Linked DNA regions of Sus scrofa: region 1 is linked to region 2. The links are chromatin contacts, called in public promoter capture Hi-C maps. All regions are on one chromosome and are shown on one strand. Each heading gives the region's core, a stretch centred on a gene start, on an enhancer-like site or on the middle of the called end of the contact. The rest is flanking DNA. Distances are from core to core; before and after follow the strand shown.

Region 1 (5,124 bases), core at 2,210-4,709, 200 kb after region 2:
CACTGAGGGAGGCCAGGGATTGAACCTGAATTCTCATGGATACTAGTCGGATTCATTACCGCTGAGCCACAATGGGAACTCCTGGATGTACTGTTTCACATGCTCTGGTGCTCATGTCAGGCCATCGCATGTGGCCAGCTGTGCATGAGGACCCTGTGGAACAGGGTCCCTACATGTTCCAGAAGCATCGACTCTGGCTGCCTCTCTCTTTGTTCACCTGAAGCTGCTTGCAATGAATTTCCATTTAAGAGGATTCAGGTAAATGAGGATTTTCAACTACTTTAAACTAAACTAGCCCTCATTAAATGGATAGGAGGCTTTAAAGTTTTCTTGGGAGGAAAAACCCCCAGCAGATTAAAAAAAATACAAAGGAGTTCCCATTGTGGATCAGCAGTAACAAACCTGACCAATATCCATGAGGACCTAGGTTTGATCCCTGGCCTCGCTCAGTGGATTAAGGCGCTGGTGTTGCACTGAGCTGTGGCGTAGGTTGAAAACTTGGCTTGAAATCCAAGTTGCTGTGGATGTGGTATAGGCCAGCAGCTGCAGCTCCCATTTGACCCCTAGCCTGGGAACTTCCATATGCCACAGGTATGGCCCTAAAAATAAAAAAAAAACAAAAAACCAAAAACCAAACAAACAAAAACCACGAATAACTTAAGCTCAGGTAAACAAGAAAAAAATGGTAAGGCTGCCGCTTTTTCCTTATGAGCTCTTTATTGGCCTTGTATCAGTAAAAATACGACGATGTAATCAGATCTTGCTATCAGCTAAAATTTTTTCAAAATACCTAAAAGATTATTTGAAATGTGGACTTACATCCATCCAAGCTAATGGTGAACCTCACCCTAAGTGTATTTTGTATTAATTAATCATGGTAGCAATCCACGTGTCTAATTTATAAATAACATACATATCTTCAGGAGTGAATACTAACAGTAATTATGGTATTAGGGATGGGAGAACAAAAAACTTTGGAGGCCACTGATCTAGCTGAAAACTCCACAGACACTTTTGACTCAATATTTCCAACTTGGAAAGGACCAAGGATAAAGGATTTTTTTTTTTCCTTTTGCTTTTTGGGGCTGCGCCTGTGGCATGGAGGTTCCCAGTCTAGGGGTCCAGTCGTAACTACAGCTGCCAGCCCATGCCATAGCCACAGAAACTCAGGATCCAAGCCTCACCTGCGAACTACACCACAGCTCACGGCAATGCCAGATCCTTAACCCACTGAGCGAGGCCAGAGATCGAACCTGCAACCTCATGGTCCAAGGATAAAGGATTTTTAAGAAAGCAGAACTTCTCAGGGAGTTCCTGTTGTGGCTCAACAGTAACAAACCCCACTAGTATCCAGGAGGATTTGGGTTTGATCCTTGGCCTCACTCAGTGAGTTAAGGATCCAGCGTTGACTTGAGCTGTGGTGTAGTTCGCAGATATAGCTCGGATTCCACATTGCTGTGGCTGTGGCGTATGTAGGCTGGCAGCTGCAGCTCTGATTCAACCCCTAGGCTGGTAACTTCCATATGCTGCACCTGCAGCCCTTAAAAACAAAAACAAATAAAAAGAAAGCAGCACTTCTCAAACAACCGAAGTCCCCAAATTCTCAAGTTGGGAGTTTTTCGAAGGCCTATTCCACGAGGAATATGTTCTTTGAAGAAATTTGAAATATCCTACAAATTCTTCCTCCATTAAGCGCTGCTTTCCAGAAAATCTATGATCATGGTAAATACGTAATTCCTCCACTGCACTCAGACACGCACTATTCCTGGTCTGTGCATGTTGAAGAACAGGTATGATTTCAGGGATCGTACCTGCTTTTCCTCTCTGCATTTCTTCAGGGTTCTCATTAGGCTGCTGTGTTCCTCCTCTCTTCTTTCCATCAGGATTTTCATCTGCTTCATGCCAATCAAAGCCTTCTTCACCTCTTCATCTATATCTATCTCCCCAGCCTCAGAAAAACCTAAAAGGTTATGTTGTAGGTTTTTTTTCCTTTGAGATCCGATCAGATTACATTGCATCAGAAAACAAGGAATTCACTAATTTTTCACAATCCTCCCAACAGAGGCTTAATTTTTTTTTTTTTTTTTTTTGTCTTTTTAGTGTCACACCATGGACATATAGAGGTTCCCAGGCTAGGGGTCCAATCAGAGCTGTAGCTGCCAGCCTACACCATAGCCACAGCAATACTCAATCAGAGCTTCATCTGCAACCTACACCACAGCTCACAGCAACGCCAGATCCTTAACCCACTGAGTGAGGCCAGGGATCGAACCCGCATCCTCATGGATGCTAGTTGGGTTCACTAACCGCTGAGCCACGACGTGAACTCCTTAATTTTTTTTTTTAATAGCATCAAACTCTGAAAGCAGATCACCATAATTCAGATCTCAGCTGCTACACGGACTCGACTACCACCCAATAATACCTTCTGTTCCTCACTTAAGAGCTTCTAGCCAAGTCAGAGTCAATTTAACCCCATTCTTATCATTTTCCTCAGAGCCTGTTTTCATTTATCGAGTTTTTTTTCCTTTCCTTTAAAACCCAAGTGTGTTTAGATTAGAGAAAATGTTGAATTTTCTTCACAGACAATTTATATTAAATGCCCAACTGGGAGCCTCAAACACATTGAACACTTTCCCTTTCTTTCAGCTTCAGTTACCTTCCCTGGAGGCATCAAATCTAAAAGTATCTCATATAATACAAGATTCTTTAATAACCTACTGGACATCTCTTACACCCTTTTAATAAGCATTTAGTGCGTATGAAATTCATTGCCATTGTCTCTTCACAATAGCCAATGTGGCCACCAAAGAAGCTTAATCTTGCCTCCAAATTTAATTATATAGATCCCCAAGAGGAACACTTAAACTCACTATTTCTAAGTGTTAGGTACCCAAAGCATCCATCAAGCAAAGGCCACACATTAATGAGCACAGACCAACCGGATTCAATGTCGTTACAACCTATTCTTTCACTGTCTCAAGACTAATGGCATGGATTACTTTAATTGTTTAAATTTTTCAAATGCTTGAAAAGAATTTCACTGTTCATTAAAAACTGTGCTCAGAAGACACCAAACATCTGGATGAGACCAAGCAATGCTGCCGAAACGTTGGCAAGTTTTATCTCCGTGATAGCAAACATCTGGCTATGCGATAGCCATTGGAATGTTCTATTTTTATCCAGATGTTGGGCGTCGTGTCTACTTGGCTTAAGTGCCTGGAGAATGGCTCACCGTGAAACTAGAGGGAGTCCTAAACACAGTTATCTCTCAACTGTAAATCACCGTAAATGCCAGTAGGACGTGCAAACAGGCACACAGGACACAGTGCAGATAAAGAAACCAAAACTTACCCTTCAGGTTTCCACGGATGGCAGTTTTGTCCTCCCAAATAGGTGCACAGTGACAATCTTTCAACCACAGCAGATACACAATAAACACCAGGAGTGGCAGCTTCATGGTTCCACAGTTACTGCAAAGGAAAAATAAACCTGCATCAAATGGCTTAAGTTAGTTTCTTGTGGCAGCAATTGAAAACACATGGTGATCCAAAGTGTTTTTCTGTCAATTTTTCTTTATGACTTGAGACAATGTATGCTAATATGGCTGAGACAAAAGGAGACTTGAAATCTAAATACATTAAAAAAAAAGACAACACAAGCACTATTTTGTTTACATTTTTCCTAACAGTTAAATAAGACCATCATCTGAAGCTTTTGAAATTTAAGGCAACCAATAGTGTGGATCACAGCCCCATAGAAGCCAAATTTCACTTTCTTTCCTTATCAATAGCAAACATCTCCAAACACAGAATTAATTAATTAAAATATGTTGGCAGATTGCTTTTTCTCCAAAATTCTGAGTCCTTAATTAAGTTTTTACCTAGATGGTTTACTACTTATTTTTTAATGAAAGCAGAAACAGCCTCAGATTTTTCTGATACATCTTATAAAACTCATCAAGATACCCGAAACAGGCAGAGTTAAATTTTCTTTCTTCTCAGGTAATCAATTTTCTTTTAAATCTAATTTTATATACATTAGCTGTAAACATTCCAAATAACAATGCATGCTTTAATAAAGTTGTATCTGTAAAATAAGTTAGATTATCTTGTCTCTTCCCAAAGAGGATGTTTATCTGCTTTATGTATATTCATTATTTTGGGGAAAAAAATGCTCCATTATTTAACCAACACTTGGAATGTCTTTTAAAAATACCAGTAGTTACAAAGCTATCACATTTTACATCTACATTTACCATTTGGACTAATTCTTCTCTTTCTATTAAGACTCTATTTACCAGATGAAATTTTAATATATTTACCACTAACTTTGCAGGCTCTCCCCCAGTGAATTTTCCACCAGCTTCTGGAAGGACCCTCACCTTTCTCTGATTTAATTTTCATCTGTGTCAGGGATTTACCCTTGTTCTATTAATTTGATGACACAGTTCTTAATCCTATTAACCTAACATTTTGAGATTAAGAGTATGGTTTAAAATGTGGTAGGGTTTAGAAAGAAACACTAGAGGGCGGGCTGTCTACACGATCAGGAACAATGACCTTGAGATACTTTAAACACGCAAAATTTTTTTTTTTTTTAAATGTGGAACGCTTCGCCAAATTTGCCAGTCATCCTTGCGCAGGAACCATGCTAATCTTCTCTATATGATCCCAAGTTTAGTATATGTGCTGCCATAGTGAACAGACACAAGTATGTTTTGATAGACATTAAAGCCTTAAAAAATTTATTTTAATTTGAATTGTACTGGAGTTTCACTGTGGTGCAATGGGATCGGTGGTGTAGCTGCAGTGCCAGAATGTAGATTCGATCCCCGGCCCAGCACAGTGGATTAAAGGATCAGGCGCTGCTGTAGCTGTGGAGTGGGTTGCAACTATAGCTTGAAACTGATCCCTGGGTCAGGAGCTCCATATACCGAGGGACAGTCAAAAAAAAAAAAAAAAAAAAAAAAAAAAAGTATTACATGTATGTTTTTATATAGGCCAAATAAATTCCTTTAATTGGAAATATAAGCAGAAATATGAAATAGAGTAAATAAACTCTTCAATAAAAAACAATTTGAGGAGTTCCCATGGTGGCTCAGCGGAAACAAATCTGACTAGC
Region 2 (5,180 bases), core at 849-3,348:
TTTTTTTGAGGCTGTGAGTTTAGGACAAGAAAAATATCTCAGGAATCCCCACCATGGGACAGTGGGTTAAGAATCTGACTGCAAAAAAAAAAAAAAGAAGAAGAAGAAGAAGAAGAATCTTGACTGCAGTAGTTTGACTTCCGTCACCACAGAGGTCCAGGTGTGATCCATTTGGGGTGCAGTGGTTAAATGATCTGGCATTGCTGCAGCTGTGGTGTAGGTTGCAGCTGTGGCTGATACAGTCCCTGGCCTGGGAAATTCCATATGCTGGCCATACAATTGAAAAAATATATCTCAGAATTCCCTGTGGCTTCTGTGTTAAGTATCCAATGCTGTTACTGCTGTGGCTTGGGTCACTGTTGTGGCTTGGATTTGATTCCCCCACGGGTGAACTTCCAAATACCACCAGCATGGCCAAAAACAAATCTGTATGCATTTTTTTTTACATGAAAATTTTATTGCCCAAGAAAATTAAGGGCAAATGATGTTTCAGAAGCTAAATCAAATAATAAAGCACCATGTTACATGTACCTTTTAATGTGAATGCCTATGCTTATCTTTGGTACATTTAATGAGCTGAAATTTTTTTTTCAAACCCTTATATGCATTTACTAAGTTCCTAGAATATCAGAATACTGACACGTGATGGTACTACTTCATATTTGTCGAAGATGTTTCTGAATTTCGCTAAAAACCACAAAGGAAACCAACAGCCCCAACATTGTTGTGATAATCCCACCAAAGAGGAAATACGAAGAGGAAGTTAATCTGAGTCTGAGAGGGCAGAAGTGATTTTAGCAGAGGATTCAGCCCTTTCAGACACTGAGTGACCCTCAGTTTTTTTTGTTTTTTTTTTTTTTTTGGCTTTTTGCTATTTCTTTGGGCCGCTCCCGCGGCATATGGAGGTTCCCAGGCTAGGGGTCTGATCAGAGCTGCAGCCACCGGCCTACGCCAGAGCCACAGCAATGCGGGATCCGAGCCGCATCTGCAACCTACACCACAGCTCACGGCAACGCCGGATCGTTAAGCCACTGAGCAAGGGCAGGGACCGAACCCGCAACCTCATGGTTCCTAGTCGGATTCGTTAACCACTGCACCACAACGGGAACTCCCTGACCCTCACTTTTAATCTCAGCTTCTTCGGGACCCTCTCCTTTTCTTCTCCATCGGCGACTCACTACAAGGCCAGTAGGAAAAGGTGCTTGGATGCAGGTGAGCAGGATTCCAGTTGGGGCTGCTCCGCGTTCGTCGGGGTGGCAGTCTCAGTTTCCACAACTGTCGAACAGGACAATACCTGTCCAGTTCCTTCGTTGGGATCTTGCCACGATCGCCTAAGAATACGGTCTCCTAAAACAAGCCAAAGCCACCATTACTGGGAGAGTCGCCAACAGAACTCGGCTTGGGTTCCCTCTCTCCGCAAGGCTGGTTCGACCAATAGTCAACAGGAAGCTCCTGGGGCTGGGACAGGATCCCTGGATCGGAAGGAGGCCAGACGCGAACGTTTTTTGGACGGCAGTCAGGACCGTGATGAGGGTGTTAGTAACGCCCCTCTGGCTCACGCGGCTGGCTGAGATTTTACTACCAACGACAAAGGGTGCGGAAGCATAGCGCTGAGGGGCAAGCACCCAACTCACCATTTCCCCCCTCCCCCGTGCCTACCCCGCAAAGACAAAGCCCCCGGCAACTACAGAGAGCCTGGCGAAGATAAGGGGAAACTACGACGGGGTGGAAGCGAACTCCCGCTCCATCTCCCGCCGCAGCCGAGCGGGCGGCCACAAGGTCCGCGGGTGGGGAGGGGGCGCTGTGGTACTGCGCTCCTCGTGGAGAAGCGCCTCCTCCTCACGCCCCCTTAGCCTGCGCCGCCTCGGGAATCCGCCCCGGACCCCGCCGCCATGTTGGGTCGGGAGAAGTAACTCGGACTCGCCGCTGACCCCGACCGCCGGAGGGCGGCCAACAGCCCAGGAGGGGCGCGTGCGGAGGCCGGAAGGCGGGGTCGCTGGAGCTCCGCGCCGCGCGAGTTCCGGTGACCGGTCGGCAGCGCAGGTAGTCCTCGCCCCCGCCCCCGCGCAGGGGGCGGAGCCTGGAGTGAGGGCGGGCCCCGCACGGGGAGGAGGCGGAGCGTGAGGCCGAGGGGTGGGAGAGCCCGGGAATTCCCTCCTCCTGAAGTAGCGAGTCCTCCGCTGGCTGTGCAATCGTTCCTGCCGCCGGGCGCCTGGGACGAGGAGGTGGAGGAGGGAGAGGGCCCCGCGGGCCTCGCCTCCGCCCGCCGCCCCCTCCCCGCCAGCCCTCCCCGCCGTCGCGGCGACTCATGCGAGCGCAGCTGGAGGGCAGGTAAGGACCTTTCGGGGCCCCGCGGGGGGAGGTGGCCGACCCCGGCCCACAGCAGTAGGCCCCGGCGCCCGGAGGCGCCGCTGCTCCCCGCCCCCGCCCGCTCCGAGTCGGGAAGTTGGGGAGAAACTTCTCCCCTCCCCCGGCCCCGCTAGCCCGGCGGGTGTGTCTCCTTCCCGGCGCTACCTGCTTGCCCCCAGCCTGGGTCTCCGCCCCGTCCAGCCCTTCTCCATCCCGCCCTAGTCCGCCCTAAGGTCCTCGCTGCGCTGGGACATCCGCACAAGCGTCTATAAGGTCGTGCGGGCCGTCGGCCAAGGGGGCAGCGAGGTTTATTTTGGCCGAAGTTAGGGGTGAGGGCTGTGGCCTCTTTCCGACCCAGGGGTCGGGGGTCTGCGCGTTGGCGGACGCCGGGTGGCAACTGTGCCGGGAGAGCGGGCGTGGTTGGGGGGAGCGAGTGGGTGAGCCTCTCGCTGCACTTGGTTTGATTGAAAACCGCAACATGTTAAAGTTTTCCTTTGTTTTGGGTTGGGGGTTGGGAAATATGCCGTTCTGCGGGCACTTTTACATTGTTTTGCAGTTCTGCCTCCCATTTGGTTCGGTTCTCTGTCCGCATGTGTTAAAGAAAATTTTGTTTTTAATATGTTTTTCTTTTTGGTAATTGCTTTCCGCTTTTGCTTCATTGGACATGGGGCAGCGTTGTTTTAAGAAGCTCTTCGAAAATCAAGTCCGATGTAGAGACCGCTTTAATTTTTGCTGTGTGGTGGTTGAATTATTTTCTGCTTAATTAAAACAGGCATGGAATGACAATTCATAAATTATTAAAGAAATGAAAAGTTGAGTCTCCATTCGAATAAAACTTTATGTTCATGCCATTATCATGGGAACATACATAGTTTCCACTGGTATGTGTGTTCACATAGATGATTTCACATATACCTATATGTGATTGTAGTATATTCGTGTATTGCAGCTGCAGGATTGCAGTACCAAAGTTATCTTGATAATTCTAGTGTGTTTAAACCATCCTGTTAAATGTTTATAGTTAAATTACATGAGGAGGAAAATATTACTATATATGTACATGTAAGTGTGCATTTAAAGCAAAGAAAGTATGTGGCAAATCTAATATCTTAGCTAGCACAATGGTTGGCACACAGTGGACAGGAAACAACATTTTGAATGGACAGGTAATGGAGTGTCTTGTATTAGAAGCCAAGGATCTTGTATGTGTCACATGATTTTCATATATTGGTCTATATTGTATGTCAGTAAACCATATTTCTGTTTTGTTAATACTCTAGACCCCTGCCATAGCTGACCCTTTAATAAAAGGAAGTTTAATTGTACTTTAATTTTTGGACATTAGCTAAACCTCAGTGGAGATTTTGAATGCTGGTTGAAAATTCATTGGTTCCTAAACTTGGGGAGAAAAAAAAAGACTGCGATCTGATTCCAAGTACAAGACAGTACAGTTCATATCTATGTTTCCAGGATAAAATATGAAAGCGCTCTTAAAATATGTATTCTGCTGTAACCACCATAATGTTATAATAGCTTTAATTTTGCAGTATGCTTTTGCTGACTTCATAAACCACAAAATTGACTCCTTTCTGTTCAACCAAAAGTGAAATTACAGCTTTGACCTATCTTCTGGGATAGGTGGAATTTGTCTTACAGCTGATGTATAATATTAATGTATGGTTCAAGTTTTTTTTTTTTTTAATCAGTAAATCCTCAAATTGAAAAATAATCGTCTATGCAAATCAATCTCCTTCATGTTATGTAACATTAAAAGAATAAATATCCTAAAGGAATAGTAATGACCCATTGTAATGAAATATTACCAACACATGGTGTAAGACTTGTTTATGTAGAGTTGCAATTTGCATCTTTTTAGGCAGTAAATAGTTTATTAATGTGAGTAATTTTTCTTAATATATTTAGCTCTTAACCTAGTGATTCTGTTTAGCATAGATATCATTAGTTCCTATTAGCATTATATTTAAAAAGAGCCTAATATAAAAAAATTTTGGTACTATTTCTTTTTATAAAAAACTTTTAAAGAGAGCGGTATTAAGGTTTGAGGTCCAGGAATGCAAACTTGGGTGATAAAGCTATGTATTTTTTAAGAATCTGCAAGGAAGTGATTTCTGTAAAAAGTACTGATAAGAGAGGAAGGAGGAAGTTGTGATTGGGACCTGGCTCCTGAAGTGGTGGCAAAGTTCTACCTGATGGTGGTTGCAAGGGTGTTGGCTTTCGTGTGTAATTCATTAAGCCGTATGTTTATTCTGAGTGCCTTTCTGTGTCTGTAGTTTAGTTTATATGAAACTGCCCCCCCCCCCTTCAAGACGCCTATGTGTAATGTACTTTGTAAGGTTCTTCCACTAAAGGACTTAATATTTGGTGACTGACTTAAGAACACTGCCTGAGCTGCCCTTTGCAAACAGGATTAGACCTGTTAAATCACAACTAGCATATGCCAGTAGTTAGTGTATGTAACTACTTTCACATGTGAATAGCATGTTAATTATGTTAATATTTTGAGGGAAGACTCCAGGTTTTACTAACTTTAATTTCAATTTTTGTATGTTGTGACAAATGGTAATCAAAAAATGTTTATTAAACTAGTGGACACTGTTCTGTCATCAAGTATAAAATATCCCCTATTTTTCTGAAGATTGTGTATGGTAACATGACAGTTAAAACCTACAACTTAACTGTGGCATCAGAGTAGTAATTCTTTCATTTGTTTTCAGTTTCCTGACACAGTAATTGTTCAGGTCAATAATTGCAGCCTGTGTTTTGATATTCTTAAGGGTATCTTAAAGTTCTCAGCATAAAATAAGTTTTTG

What was found. Promoter capture Hi-C pulls out the DNA fragments that hold promoters and counts their contacts.
Region 1: a contact with region 2 is called in a promoter capture Hi-C map of fetal liver, with 2.7 times the contacts expected there. The contact joins the promoter of CLUL1 here to the promoter of YES1 in region 2. A contact is called at or near these places in 3 of 5 promoter capture datasets (fetal liver, fetal skeletal muscle and liver) and 2 of 47 Hi-C or Micro-C datasets (embryonic fibroblasts and liver).

Annotation. Positions count from the first base shown.
Region 1 is chr6:105,703,864-105,708,987 of Sscrofa11.1, forward strand. CLUL1 (clusterin-like protein 1) reads right to left here and starts at 3,460. Exons shown (of 8, transcript XM_021097608.1): 1 at 3,355-3,460; 2 at 1,812-1,960. The coding sequence starts at 3,460.
Region 2 is chr6:105,503,986-105,509,165 of Sscrofa11.1, forward strand. YES1 (tyrosine-protein kinase Yes) reads left to right here and starts at 2,099. Exons shown (of 12, transcript XM_021096152.1): 1 at 2,099-2,331.